Linked DNA regions of Rattus norvegicus: region 2 is linked to region 1. The links are chromatin contacts, called in public Hi-C maps. All regions are on one chromosome and are shown on one strand. Each heading gives the region's core, a stretch centred on a gene start, on an enhancer-like site or on the middle of the called end of the contact. The rest is flanking DNA. Distances are from core to core; before and after follow the strand shown.

What was found. A called contact is a pair of places that touch in the nucleus more often than the background predicts.
Region 2: a Hi-C map of Schwann cells shows a contact between it and region 1, with 4 times the contacts expected there. The contact joins the enhancer-like site here to the promoter of Tha1 in region 1. A contact is called at or near these places in 4 of 12 Hi-C or Micro-C datasets (the A7r5 cell line, Schwann cells, kidney and 1 more).

Annotation. Positions count from the first base shown.
Region 1 is chr10:103,597,343-103,600,140 of GRCr8, reverse strand. It overlaps Tha1 (threonine aldolase 1), which reads left to right and starts at 1,290. Exons shown (of 7, transcript XM_006247854.4): 1 at 1,290-1,618. The coding sequence starts at 1,417.
Region 2 is chr10:103,633,437-103,636,365 of GRCr8, reverse strand. No RefSeq gene overlaps it. Among named protein-coding and RNA genes, the nearest start is that of Tha1, 36 kb to the right of the region's middle. Within about 2 kb of position 1,470, at least 4 of the 93 cell types and tissues checked have an H3K27ac peak or open chromatin away from gene starts, as enhancers often do. A contact at or near this core is called in Schwann cells, where this site is marked.

The DNA of each region.
Region 1 (2,798 bases), core at 41-2,540:
AGTGCTCTTGGGCATGGCGTCCATGGAAGCATCTTATCTCTCAAATGGTGTAGGAAGGAGGGAGATTTCTAGAAACCTCTGCGACTCCATTTTCCAAATGCCCTAGGAGGTCATACCTCCAGCCCCAGTTGAAGACATCCTCGTGTCCCCTCCTGCCTAATACAGCGCTCTGTAAACCTATATGGGAAGGCTGGGCGTGGTGGCTCATTCCTATATTCCCAGCACTCGGGAAGCTGCAAAAGGACTGCTGCGGCAGAGGGGCAGAATGAGTTCCAGGCTAGTATGGGCTACGGTGTGGGATTTTTAAAAAAAAACAATCCCAAAACGGGTACTAGCGAGATGGCGCCACACTGAGAAGCGCATTCCACTCTCGCGGAGAACCTCTAACTCTAGCTCCAGAGTGTCCAGCGCCCTCTTCTGGCCTCATTAGGTAACTACACTCATGTGCATCTACTCCCCACCCACACACATACTTTTAAAAGTTTTAAATTCTTTTTTTTCCCCTCCTGACACAGGGTCTCTCTGTGTAACCTTGATTGTCCTGGAACTCTGTGGACCAGGCTGACCACAAATTCAGAGATCCACCTACCTCTGCCTCCCTAGTGCTGGAATTAAAGGTGCAAGCCACCACCGCCCGGCTTTAAATTCATTTTTTAAAAAAGAGGACTGGAGATGTGTCCCATTTGGTAGCATGCTTGCTTAGCACGCACAAAGCCTTAAATTCAGTTCCCAGCACAGAGTAAACTGGGCATGGTAGAACACATCTGAAATCCGAAGCAGGAGGGTCAGACGTTCAAGGCTAACTAGGCTACCCAGTGAGTTCAGAACTAGCCTGGGATACATGTTTCAAAAGAGAAAAATTAAAAAGACCCCAGTGGTTGAAAGCTACTGTTTACGGGCAACACAGTACCATATCTGATTCCTGGACTTCACATCAGCGTCTGCAGCCTGTTTCATCCGGTGTAAAATGAGGACCGTGAGGGATGGGAGAGACGGCTCAGAAGTTAAGGTGGTACTAATTACGAAGAGAACTTGTGTTCCATTCCCAAACACCCAGGTTGTTTCCCAGAGTGGCTAGGACGCTTAATTAAGTTAAATCTGCAGCGTCGTGAACAGTACCAGGAACATGCTAAAATCACCCGAACGTCAACTACGTTACCCATTTAACAAAGCAAGGAACTGTCATTCCCAAATTCTCCTAGTCTGTGGAGTAAGGGAACACAAACTACAACTCCCAGCATGCTGCGGGGCTCGCCAGCTGCATAAAATTCCAGAAAGGACTACAATTCCCATAGTGCTCCGGGCCTTCCCAGTACAGGTCTGCTCCGGGTCAGAAGAGTCCAGCTGCACGGTTCCCCGCTGGCACGGAAGAGACGTCCACGGAGCCTGCGGGCGCGGAAAGCGAGTGCCATAGCCATGCTACGCAGCCTGGCCCGGGCCGCGGTCCCGGGGCTCAGGGTGCCCTGGGCTCAGTGGTCTAGGAATTGGGCGGGGGTCCCAGCCCACGTGGTGGACCTGCGCAGCGACACGGTGACTCGGCCAGGGCCGGCCATGAGGCGCGCTATGGCCGAAGCGGTTGTAGGAGACGATGATTACGGCGAAGACCCTACGGTCCACGGTGAGCCGGGCGAACAGGCCCGGAGCAGGGGTCGTTGCTGTGACCTCTGAACGCTGTCCACGGTGCTGACAGGGCAGCACAGACGCAGAGGGGTGCCTTGCCTGGCCTTTGAGGAAGCACCCGTAGGCTAAGTGGTGCACTCTGTGTTCTTGTGCGTTCTCGTTCGTTCTCGGGGAGATCCTTGGTAATGCAGCCTCTTGAGCTCCACACTGAACTCGGGGAGCCAGAATCTGCATTTTAACCAGACCACCGGGTAGTTTCTATCCACTGTCACTCAGTTGCCCAGATGGATGTTGTCCAGGCTTGCAAAGCAAGCCACTCCCCCCAACACCTCCACTCCCCACCCCCGATGGCCAGAGAGGAGCTCAAGGACCCACATCAGGAGCAAGGAAGAACCGGATTTGAGGCAGGTCTGACTGCAATGAGGCAGAACTACTCTCTTTCTTCACAAAGACAAAACCAATCTAGCAAAGAAAGTGCTTGCTGCTCCTTCCCAGGGGGACAGAATTTCATAATCTAGGGAGTGCTTTAAGGAGACAGCAAACCAAAGCCCACTCGGGGTCAATAACCACTGCTAAAGTGGCCCTCTAGTGCTGCTGGGTATGTACATCTTCAGCCGGTCCAGAGATAAACCACCGATCACCACCTGACCCCTGGAGGCCTGTTTGTGGGCCCAGGGATCACTGGGGCTGATCTAGAATCTTTCGACAAGGCTGTTACCAGGAACTTCAAAGCTGCTGAGCTACACCGCTCAGCAGGCACCTGGTGTAAACAGGTCACCACATCAAGGCAGGGAGGCACTGGCCTTGACAGGAATCTGAGGAGGGTGAACCAGGGCCTGGAAGGAGGAGAGAGCAGAACTCTTAAAGGGTGAGCAGCACCCAGGACTCAGGGAGACACCGGTGTGTGTCCTCTGGGGACGGAATCTAGATCACTTCAGCACTGAGCGTCACGCCACAGACAGGAAAGCCACCATGGGCGTTACACAGGCCATTTGCTCACCCACCAGCTGCACTCTTTGTGCCCTGCCAGTTCCCCAGAGGCTCTTCTTCTGTGGTGATGTGCAGAGGAAGTCTGCAGGGAAACCACAAGGCCTCACCTGCCGGGGCTGATGGGAAAGGAAGAAAAACAGGTGTGAGGTCTGGATGGGAAAGGGGGTTCAAACCACAAGAGAGTTTCA
Region 2 (2,929 bases), core at 221-2,720, 36 kb before region 1:
TGAAGTTCATCTGGACATGCGTTCTCCAGACTGAGTTAGATAAGGGGGCACAGCCCAACCAGGGTGTAGGCAGGAGGCTCACGTCCACGTACTTTCTCCAGCCTCCTGTCACTGGCATCGGTGTCCTCATCTGAGGGAAGCTTCAATGGACCCAAGTGGACCTCGAGGGGCCATGGCTAGGCTCTGGCTTCAGTTTCCCGGCTGGCCAGGACACTGCCTGTTCCCAGAACACTCCCTGCCCCAGAGGTCATTCACCCTGGGTAGGGACCGAGGATAAAAGATGTCACCTGAGCTATCCCTTTGATGGTGGCATCAGCCGCTGCCAGGGAGACCTGGTGATGGGGCAGGGGTTGGAGGTCACTTCTCCTCAGAGTCCTGTGGTTTTCTGTCCATGTTCAATCCAAAGGCCAGGTAGGAGGCCCCAAGCCCCCATTTCGGGGAGACTTGGTTGAGAGGCCCTGATTGCTAAACAGACCCTGGGCTGACTAGCCTAAGGAAGAAGACACCACTCCTGTGACCTCGAATGGAAGCAGCCAGCCCAGAGGCCAGATGAGCATCTCTGTGAAAGGAGGGCCATGTGTGTCCCTTCTGAGGGGGCAGCTTAGAGGCTTAGGCTGGATACTAGAGGCATGTCAGGCCACTGGGCCTCCAGATCCGTGTTCCTTCCTTCCTAAAGGCAGCCAGTTGTGGGTAATGATACAGGGCCTGAGGCAAAGACAGAAGCTCACAGGACTGCTGTGTGTGTGGCTGAGTGGACTGTGCAAACATCGAGTCCCTCATTAAAAAAAAAAAAAAAAAGGTAAGAATCTCAAGACATTGACAGAACATTAAATGGGACATGGAGTGCGTCTTAGCTCATGGACTCGTGCATTCTTGGGTCACCAGTACCAGAAACTCATCCTGCAGTAAAGAAAAAGCACACAGAAAGAGTTGCTAAGTACTTTCTAGCCATATGTAAACACACAATACATGCAAAGGCCCTGTGGCCACCTGGCACTCATGTGGAAGAGTTGAGATCTAAAGCCAGACCTGTCAGATCTTCCCTGAAGGGCAGGCTCATTAGACCTGACTGAGGAATCTCCCCTTCCTAAGAGTCAGGGCTTCTTGACACTGTGGTACCCAAGACCCTACTCCCAGGTTTGAAGTCTGGTTCTGTCAAGTCATTCTCTGGGCCCCCATTTCCCTATCTGTGAGATGGATGCGTCCTTGTCTCTATTTACCACTGAGTTATTTCTTGTGACACATATTCTACACCTAGAATAGCCCAGCCATATAAAGGCCTAGGTGATTCCCCCCAATCCCCACCATGGTCTGGAGCTCTCACGGGGTTACCTTTTGCATTGATGAACCTCCAACTACAGAAAACCAAGCCACCCAGCAGAGAGGCAGAGAGTAGAGATCTGGGGCTGCCTTCCTCACCCAGGCTTTCAAGTGGAAACACACAGCCTACAGCTCTGGCTTTTGCTGAGGGCCACTGCGCTGCAAAGGGCTCCCTCTAGTGGCCTGGTGTGAAACTGCTCCCCTGGGCCCTAGCTGGCCCTGGGGAGGAAATGGGAAGCAACTGGAATCCGGTTCTTTCTCCCCTGGGTGGTGGCAGGGTCCTAAGGATCTCAGCCTCTGCCCCGTGTGTGGAGACACCTGCAGACCTGCCTTTGTCTCATCAATCCTTTCGAGCAGCGGACCTGGACCAGTGCAACAGCAAAAGCAGAGGCTCCAAGTAGAAAAGCTGCCAGTCCCTGGCTGTCTGTGGGTGGTCCCAGGCCTGCAACACAGACAGACCACCCATAGCTCACAGAAAGGAGGAGGGGGATGGAAATCTACAGCCTTGACTTACAGGCAGAGGGAAGAGGGTACCTGGGAGGGTGCAGGGGCAGGTGCTATGGGTGGGTGTGTCAGTTTCTAGAGAATACTGTAACAGTTTAAGTCTTTGGCGTTTTTGAGACAATGCCTTGTTTCACCCTGCGTGGCCTGGAACTCCATGCAATCCTCGAGTACTTAAATAACAGATATACCCTCTGTTCTCCTCCGCTCTACCCAGGCACTTGATTGACATGCGAACTCACTCTGCAGAAGTTAGCCTGGAACTTTCTAGGTAGACCAGGCTAGCCTCAAACTCATAGTAACACTGCAGCCTCGACCTCCTGGGTGCTGGGATTCCAGGCATATACCACACCTGGCCCCCCGGCATGTTTTCCTTTTTCTTTGTTGTTTGCAACCCACTCCCTGGTCTCCCTGCGCAGCCCATGTCCCCCTGCACCCTGTATATAACTGAGAATGACCTTGAACTTCTGACCCCCTGACTTCCACTTCCTGAATGGCAGGTTCTCAGGCTTAAGCCATCATTGCTACCACATTTATGTGGTCCTAGGGGTGGGACCCAGGGCTTCGGGCATGCTCGCCAAACACTCTACCAACTGAACTCCCCAGCCCTCGTTTTCGAGTGAGCAGGTTTCAGACATGTTTTTCCTGTGCAGCCCTGGCTGTCCTGGAGCTCCCTCACTCTATAGACCAGGCTGGCCTTGAACTCAGAGATGCACCTTCCTCCTGACTGTTGGGATTAAAGTCATGTGCCATCCACCACCCAGCTCCCAAATGCTTGAGGAGGAACTCACAGGGGCCCTTTGCATCCTGCTGCTTGGGCTCAGCTGGAGGGGAGCCCAGGCACCTGCATCCTCACAGACAGTGAGTGAGGCTGATGAGCAAAAGCCTCCTTGGCTCCCTGTGGCAGCCACTGTCACCTAAGGAAGAATGAGCTTGGCCCCAGGGCCTAGAGCTTGAGTTATGAGGTCAGGGTTATCCCCGTTTATATAAAACACAGCTGAGATCCTGAGGCAGAAGGGTGTAGCATTGGGAAGGAGGAGGCCCAGGATCAATGGTGCAAGCAAGGAACAGGCACGGACCCTGGTGACCTCAACCAAACTCAGGACAC